2 separate regions of the Hordeum vulgare genome follow, and region 1 is linked to region 2. A link is a contact called in public Hi-C data. All regions are on one chromosome and are shown on one strand. Each heading gives the region's core, a stretch centred on a gene start, on an enhancer-like site or on the middle of the called end of the contact. The rest is flanking DNA. Distances are from core to core; before and after follow the strand shown.

Region 1 (4,654 bases), core at 173-2,672, 220 kb after region 2:
TTGCCAACTTAGTAATCGGCCTACTTCCTGAAGTCAAATCAATTGCTTTCAGGCCATGGATTTTCTAAGGGAGACGTTCCCTGTGGTCGTATGTGCAGTTATAGACGATCGACTACTTGACAAAGACAGCATCATCAGCTAGTGACACCACAAATTTATTGACGTGACAAGAAATAGCCTAAGGAAGAGAGATTTCATTTGATGACATAGCCTTGCAAAGAAAAATATACACACATCACAAATTTCTAGGAGATGTCGCAAGCGAAGAAACACAAGGCAGCTTTTGACTAAGTCACGTGGGACATAAATAATTCCGGCTAAATGGGAGTTGATTGACTAATGGCTTGAAGAAACGTTTTCTTTCTGAACTGATGGATAAGACTAGATGTGAAGAATTATCAAAAATTTCAGAATGCTCGATTCCCACGGCAGAGCATTCAACGAACGAGAACCACACTGCAATAAACTAGTCGGCCCCATAGCAGTAGAATCTCGTAAAGTATCAAGAAAGCAGTAGCTTAACCCTAACTTGCATATTTAATTTGACAAGAACAAATTCCACACTGCATGGTCCGGGTTAACTAAATTTACGAAAATTCCACCAAACACAAGTGCACTAAAAATAACTGAATCATTCGTGCAAAGAAACAGAGCAATTTGGCAGTTGAAGAAATTCGCCAAGAAACAGAGGATACCAGTTCTGAAATGGCCTCTGAACCAAGAAAGACTGAAAGGTAGAAGAAATTTGATAGCTATTTTGCTTATTAGACGCGATATGCACCTACCCGTGCGTGGATGAACTCCTCGACGCGGCCGTTGGGGAAGCGGCCGAGGAGGCGGGGGCCCTGGCCGTGGCGGGACATGCACTCGAAGGTGCGCAGCTCGTCCTCGCGGTCGAAGAAGAGGTCGACGCCGTCGCCGTAAATCCGCACCAGCACCTTCCTCACCTCCCTCTCCTTGAGCGGCCCCGCGCCGGCGCCCGCCTCGGCCGGGGCGGTGAGCCAGCGCACCTGGTACACCTCGTTGGTCATGGCGCCCTTGAGCGGCACCACCTCCAGCGCGCGGCAGTCCGCCACGTTCGGCCACGCGGCCGCCAGGTCGTGCAGGAGACGCCGCGCCTCCTTGGGGATCCTCGCCGGCTCCGCCGGCCTCTGGACCTGGCTCTCGATCGCCACCATTCTCGCGAACCACGTTTTCTGCTCTCTCCTTTGATCGAACCTGGGGCGGGAATGGGGGTGCCAGAGGATTTGGCGCTCTCGCCTCTTCCTTTGATCTTTCTGTTTCTTGTTTCTCTGATTCGGGTGTTCTTGTTCGTGAAGCGAGATTGGGGGAGAAGTAGGGAAGCTTCGCAACTGCGGGTAACGGGGAGGAGGTTTTGCTCTGCCTGGCGTGTTTTGGGATGGTTTATCAGTTTATGTGGTTCGGGGCTCCGAGGGCGGGGCCGCGCATAAATAGGGTCTGCCTGTTGCTTGGGATTTTTCCAGATGCCCCCTCCATGGTTTCTCTCCATTCTTTGCGAGGACATACCCCGGTCAATCAACCGGGGTCTTCTTGGGCACCGCACCGTGTTGACTCGTTGCTTTTTCTTTTTGCGAATACGCAATTTTTTCGTATTATTTCATTGATAGGAAAAGTTTGGGTGAGCAAAAAATGATACAGCGCATAACATAAAGAACGTGAACAGCAGATTACTAACGTCCAATCAGTTGGAAAGCGCTAGGCATCGGTCTGCACGCAGCATCCATCAGACTACGTATGCGCCGTTGGATGAGGGTCTGGGATCCATCAGATTAGATGTGATGTCCTGTTTTAGAGGGTTTTAATACCTGTAATTAAGCGGCTGGGCGTACGCAATAAGTGGCCCTGAACGCACGCACTGGACATATGCTTCCTTCCGCGGGAGAACAGCTCCTCTCCTGTGTCTTCTCCATTCAGATTTCTGGCGCGAATGCTTCCATCGAGAGACAAGTATCTGCAAAAGTGGCGCACCTAAGACGAGATATTGAGTATAGAGGGATTTCAGATGCAATCTGGCGGCATGGATCGGGTAATACCACAGGTTCGTGAGGCGTTTGGGGTGCTGCTGCTTCGAGTAATCAGACAAACATGAATCCTCCTGTGGTGAATATTGGAGATGAGGAGGTAACACGAACACCTTGATACATATTCGCAGTTTTTAGCTTTCTTTTTTCGGATGTTTGTTGTAGTTTTGATGTATGCTGGTCGTCTGATGCATGATTTGGCTGGTTTTTAACACACCATCGGGGATTGTTGATGAATCTGTAGGATAAATGTGACAGCGTAGTTAGAAGCACGATTTGTTGCCCTTCGATACATTTTACTTTGCTGCTGGAAGCTTAGATTGTATTGTCATGGGCTGTGTTCAGAATATGTTGTGATCTGTTTAGCACCGTATATGTTCAGATACATTCAGATATGGTATGTGTTCAGATATTTTCAACTTGTGCCCATTGTTTTGGCTCTAGGATATCATGTGTGCAATGTTGATGCTAAAAAATATGTTTCATTGTAGGATGAAATCATGGAGGACATTGAAGGGGGCACATATATTCCATTTGCTGATGATGCAACAACTACTCGACCAGATGCGCCATATGTTGGATTAGTCTTTGACACCATCGAGGAAGCACAAAAGGTGTATAATAGCTATGCTAAGAAGCTGGGTTTTGGCACTAGGATATGTTACACTAAGAGGACTCAGAAGAAGGGGTGTAACCACATAATCAGGAGAGAGTTCGAGTGTGTTCATGCAGGAGGGGAAAAAACCCAAGATGGAGGAAAACAAGCTGTGTGTGGTATGATGTTGGAAATATGCCCTAGAGGCAATAATAAATTAGTTATTATTATATTTCCATGTTCATAATAATCGTTTATTATCCATGCTAGAGTTGTATTGATTGGAAACTCAAATACATGTGTGGATACGTAGACAACACACTATCCCTAGTGAGCCTCTAGTTGACTAGTTCGTTGATCAAAGATGGTCAAGGTTTCCTGGCCATAGGCAAGTGTTGTCACTTGATAACGGGATCACATCATTAGGAGAATCATGTGATGGACAAGACCCAAACTATGAATGTAGCATATTGATCGTGTCGTTTTATTGCTATTGTTTTCTACGTGTCAAGTATTTGTTCCTATGACCACGAGATCATATAACTCATTGGCACCGGAGGAATACCTTGTGTGCATCAAACGTCGCAACGTAACTGGGTGACTATAAAGGTGTTCTACAGGTATCTCCGAAGGTTTCCGTTGAGTTAGTATGGATCAAGACTGGGATTTGTCACTCCGTCTGACGGAGAGGTATCTCGGGGCCCACTCGGTAATACAACATCACACACAAGCCTTGCAAGAATTGTGACTAAGTGTAAGTCACATGATCTTGTATTATGGAACGAGTAAAGAGACTTGTCGGTAACGAGATTGAAATAGGTATGCGGATACCCACGATCGAATCTCGGGCAAGTAACATACCGAAGGACAAAGGGAATGTCGTACGGGATTATATGAATTCTTGGCACTGAAGTTCAACCGATAATATCTTCGGAGAATTTGTAGGATCCAATATGGGCATCCAGGTCCCGCTGTTGGATGTTGACCGAGGAGTGTCTCGGGTCATGTCTGCATAGTTCTCGAACCCGCGGGGTCTGCACACTTAAGGTTCGGTGATGTTTTGGTATAGTTGAGTTATAGGTGTTGGTAACCAAAAGTTGTTCGGAGTCCCGGATGAGATCCAGGACGTCACGAGGAGCTCCAGAATAGTTCGGAGGTAAAGATTGATATATAGGAAGTCCTGTTTTGGTCACCGGAAAAGTTTCGGGCTCATCGGTAGTGTACCGGGAGTTCCGGGAGGGGTGTCACGCCCCAAGCGGTCTCCTGGGCTATGGGAAGAGATAAACCAGCCCCTGGTGGGTTGGAATAAGTTCCCACTAAGGCCCATAAGGTTTGAGAAGGAAAAAACACAAGGTGGAAAGAGTTTCCAAGTGGGAAGGTGGAATCCTACTCCAAATAGGATTGGAGTAGGACTCCTCCACCTCCAATTTCGGCCAAACCTTGAGGGTTTGAGGCTGCCTCCTCCGCTCCCTCCCTCCTATATATACTAGAGGTATTGAGGGTTTTTGAGACACAACTTTGCCACGGCAGCCCGACCACATACCTCCACGGTTTTTCCTCTAGATCGTATTTCTGCGGAGCTCGGGCGGAGCCCTGCTGGGATATATCACCACCAACCTCCGGAGCACCGTCACGTTGCCGAAGAACTCATCTACCTCTCCGTCTCTATTGCTGGATCAAGAAGGACGAGATCACCGTCTCGCTATACGTGTGCTGAACGCGGTGCCGTCCGTTCGGCACTAGATCGGGAAGGATCATGATGAGATCGCGGGACGGATCGTGATGAGATCGTGGGATGGAGTGTACGAATACGGTGATTTGAATCACGCAAGATGTTCCACTACATCGTCCGCGTTTCTTAACGCTTACCGCTGTGCGATCCACAAGGGTATGTAGATCTAAATCTCCTCTCGTAGATGAACATCACCATGATAGGAATTGCGTGTGCGTAGGAAATTTTTTGTTTCCCATGCGACGTTCGCCAACATATTTTGGCAATAAAAAGCTTGTACCACAA
Region 2 (4,261 bases), core at 411-2,910:
GTCCGCTGTACAATTACCTTGTGCAGTAAACGTTGCTCGTAGAAACTTGTACATTTATAGGAGAGTGTTATGTGACGCCTGTTGTTACGGTGCTTATATCTTTTACTGCCTGTTGTAAACCTGTAGTCAAAACAAGCCATTAGTTTGTAGATAACCAATGAACCAAATACTCTCTCCGTTCCTAAATATAAGTCTTTTTAGATATTTCACTAGAAGACTACATACGGATGCATATAAACATATTTTAGAATATAGATTCATTCATTTTGCTTCGTGTGTAGTCTCTAGATGAAATCTCTAGAAAGACTTATATTTAGGAACGAAGGGAGTACTAAATAGTTAATGCATGTGTTGTTGTAATGTTTAAGCATCTTGAAGTGTTCTCACTTAGAGCATCCTAGTAGACACCGTAAAAGGGTCGAACCTGCAAAATTCCGGCCAGTATACGGGTTTGGTCTGTTTTAGTGGTTAGAACAGACCCTGTCTCGTATGTTCGGCCCGTAAATTTTTTACCGCGGCCCGCAAAAAGACCCCTCGAGCCGGCATATATATGGTTTTACAGCGCGTTTACGGGTCGAACCCTAACCTCCATCACCGTAGCTCCGCCGCGATTCAAACACCCACTCCGCCCTAATTTCTCGTCGTCGGCGAGACAAAAAAACCACCAGCGGGCTGTCCCGACCATGGACGGCCATGGAAATGGAGGGGATGACGCCGAGCGTCGTCGCCGCCGCGTCTCCGACGCCGCACGCAAGCCGGGATCCCGGAGGTGGCTGAAGTATGGCCTCCGGCCGCCGCAGGCTTTCGAGCGTCACGAGCTCGAGGCGTACGAGCTCGCGGCTCGACGCGTCGGCTCCTTTGCTGCTGGGAGTTCGTTCGCGGGCGCGTCGTCCTCGCGGACCATAACTCCGGTGAGGAGAAGGGCGGAGGAGCTTGGGCCGCTCGCCGTCAAGCTCGAGGACGACGTCGACGAGCTGCGTGGAGGGGTCATCGACCCCGAGGATTACCTCCCCCCTCGGGGTGGGAGGATCACCTCATGCGCCATCATGGAGCGCTCGGTGAGGGAAGCGGTGGAGGACGCCGCGCGCAACCGTCGCTAGCTGGAGATCGAGCAGATCTTCCTCGAGCAAGGGGTCACGGCGTCGCAGGCGAGTGTGTCCAAGGAGGCGGACCTGCGCATCCTGAAGGCCGAGCAGGACAAGATGTGGATCGACCTCGACTCCACCTCCGATGAGGAGTAAGCTCCTCCTGCTCCTCCGCCGCGCCGTCGTCGCCGCACCCGTCCTTTTTGGTAGCATTGGGTCGGGTACGTTGCACGGCCCTCAGACCCTCCCCCTAGTAGTAGTATGCCGAACTAATGTAGTTTGATGAAGAACTGATGTAATTTTTACAATAACCATGCCTATGTTCGATGAATGATGTAGTAGTTGCTTCCCGCGAGCACTTTTTTCTTCAAATTTTATAATTTCATATACAGGGTCTGCAACGCAACATTTCGTCCCGTAAAACCTTACTTTATCGAATTGTAAAACGGTACACGTTTACATGTCGTGATTTTACAGTGTTTGTTAGATATGGTCTTATGGGTGCTGAAGCATATTGTGGATGCTCAGATAGTTCAGTTCGGTGCATACAATCATGTTGGCGAAGCAAAAATGGTGTGCACCACACAAGCTGGAGTAAGCAAAGTCGCATACGTCTGGTTGACCTGCTTTATACCCGAAACCCACAGGTTTCATTCAGATGTGATGCGTTCCAATGGATACGTGGCAGTGTAAAGTCTGAGAAACAAATTGCTGCAGTTTACAATTCTGAATCCTAGATTCCTACTGTAGTGGATAATTCATGGCTACATTTTTATATGGATCATGTGACCACATTGACTTTGACTTTGACTCTGACCTCCGTGATAATAGTCTATAAATTCCATCCAGATCCAGCCCTTCAACTGCAATTCGCACTTTATAGACCGACGGTTGATAGCAGAGCACAAGAATGGCGGGGCTGTATGAGAAGCCGTCGGAGACGTACGCCGAGAAGCGGCCGCGGTACCCCGAGGAGTGGTTCTCCAAGCTCGCCTCCCTCACCGCCGGCCACCGCCGCGCCTGGGACGCCGGCTGCGGCAGCGGCCAGGCCTCCGTCAGCGTAAGCCTCCAACCCTTTAAGCCACGCCGTCTGTTTGTCTGATCTGAACTCTGAGATGAGTCGAGCGAGCACCTGAAAAAACGAACCCCCCTCCCTCCTCCTCAGATCGCGGAGCACTACGACGGCGTGGTGGCGACGGACGTGAGCGAGGGCCAGCTCCGCCACGCCATCGCGCACCCCAAGGTGCGGTACCTGCACACGCCGGAGGGCCTCCCGGAGGACGAGCTCGTCGCGCTGGTCGGCGGCGAGGGCTCCCTGGACCTGGTCGTCGTGGCGACCGCGATCCACTGGTTCGACGTCCCGCTCTTCTACGCCGTGGTGAACCGCGCCCTCAAGAAGCCCGGCGGCGTGCTCGCCGTGTGGGGGTACAACTACGACATCCACCCGTTCGGGGAGAAGCTGCAGGGGACGCTGTACCCGGCCATGCGGCCGTACATGGACCCGAGGACGAGGCTGGCCATGGAGCGGTACCACGAGCTGCCGTTCCCCTTCGAGCCCGTCGGGGTGGGCCGCGAGGGCGAGCCGGCCGATGTCGACATGGAGGCGGAGATGACGCTGGAGGACCTGGCCGGGTTCGTGATGACCGGCTCCGTCGCGACGACGGCCAGGGAGAGAGGGGTGGACCTGGAGGCGCTGGTGAAGGATGTGATGAAGGAGATGGAAGAGGGGTGGGGGGATCTGCCGACGGTGCCCAGGAAGCTTGTGTTCAAGGCCTTCATGCTGGCTGGGAGGCCCATGTGACGTGATGATGAGCTGCTGGGTGTGGTGAATTGTGATCAGTGACCTTTGTTTTCTCTTGGTCAGAATAACATGTACGTTCCTAAATATAAGTCTTTTAAGCGATTTCACTAAGGGTCTACATACGGAGCAAAATGATTGAATATATACTCTAAAGTATGTCTATATACATCCGTATGTAGCCCACTAGTGAAATCTCTACAAAAACTTATATTTAGGAACGGAGGGAGTAGAGTAAAAGTTGACTGCTTATTACTCCATCCGTTTCAAAATCTCTACTATCAAAGCAAAGTTGTTGGTTCGCCTCATGACGGGGTAATGGCGCCGGGTATATCAAAGTGGAGGAAATCTCACTCCAACACATTTAGGCGTCGGCTGCGGTTCGTCTCACCGTCGTGTTGCTGGCCGGCTAGCGCCAACGATAGCCGGCGGGTCAACGCCCGTACTAGCGTACGATGACAATCCCTTGAAGGAGCATGCATGGTTAAAGTGCGTGTTGACAGATCCGACGAGGCTACAGGGCGCCATGATGCAAGCATGACAAGGCTATAGGGGCATCGACACCATGATGCAAGCATGACAAGGCTATAGGGTCATCGATCACTTTCGAGGCTGATTGGGCGAGCCCGTTCTCTAGCAAAGCCTGTGCCTACCAACTCCTTGACGACCGGCGTGCTTACCGCTGTGGTGCTTGACCAGCGGGTCCGTGTCAGACAATACTCGACAACAGATGGGCCCACAGCCAGCCAGAGAGGCTCGCAGCCGGGTCCCGACCCTTCTTTTCCCCCACTATTGTAATCCAAACCCTAGCCCCCACATAGAGGGGTTGGTTTGCTCCCGAATACTCACAACACTCCACATTACACACCCCATAGAGGTAGCGAGACTCGTAGCGAGAGCTCTATCTTTCTACTCATGAACAGCTTAAGGACGCGCCTATATTGTGATCACCTATAGTCACACGAGCAGGATTAGGGGTTTTACCTCATCGGAGGGCCTTGAACCTGGATAGATCGACGTCATATGTCTTGCACCTTCATCTGTTCCCAGACGCCGCCGGCGCACGTCAGTCCCAAACTACGAACTAAGTCATCCCCTCGCATCTGTCGTGGAAATACCACGACAGTTGGCCTCACCATGGGCCCGATAGCAACGTCGGCCGGAGTAACGTTTCGGGCGGGACCCTTCACCCTTTTTGACGTGCTCGTGGCGCACGGCTTTGTCATGGGCTACGGTGGCGCTCGACTGCGTCAACGACAATGCCCACTGCCTCGAGGACGTGGACTTCCCCATCGATGGCTCCATCGTCCCATTCGGCTCGCACCATGTCTACGTCGCGGTCGTCCTCGACGAGTACCCCGCCGAGGTGCTCAACTGC

What was found. Hi-C and Micro-C count contacts between places; a contact is called where the count stands out from the background.
Region 1: a contact with region 2 is called in a Hi-C map of leaf, with 6 times the contacts expected there. The contact joins the promoter of LOC123444280 here to the promoter of LOC123444278 in region 2. A contact is called at or near these places in 4 of 6 Hi-C or Micro-C datasets (leaf and seedling).

What each region holds. Positions count from the first base shown.
Region 1 is chr3H:463,601,245-463,605,898 of MorexV3_pseudomolecules_assembly, forward strand. LOC123444280 (probable choline kinase 2) reads right to left here and starts at 1,423. Exons shown (of 7, transcript XM_045120959.1): 1 at 786-1,423. The coding sequence starts at 1,178.
Region 2 is chr3H:463,379,270-463,383,530 of MorexV3_pseudomolecules_assembly, forward strand. LOC123444278 (putative methyltransferase DDB_G0268948) reads left to right here and starts at 1,661. Exons shown (of 2, transcript XM_045120956.1): 1 at 1,661-2,145; 2 at 2,251-2,993. The coding sequence starts at 1,996. The coding sequence ends at 2,886. LOC123444277 (violaxanthin de-epoxidase, chloroplastic) reads left to right here. Exons shown (of 3, transcript XM_045120955.1): 3 at 1-204.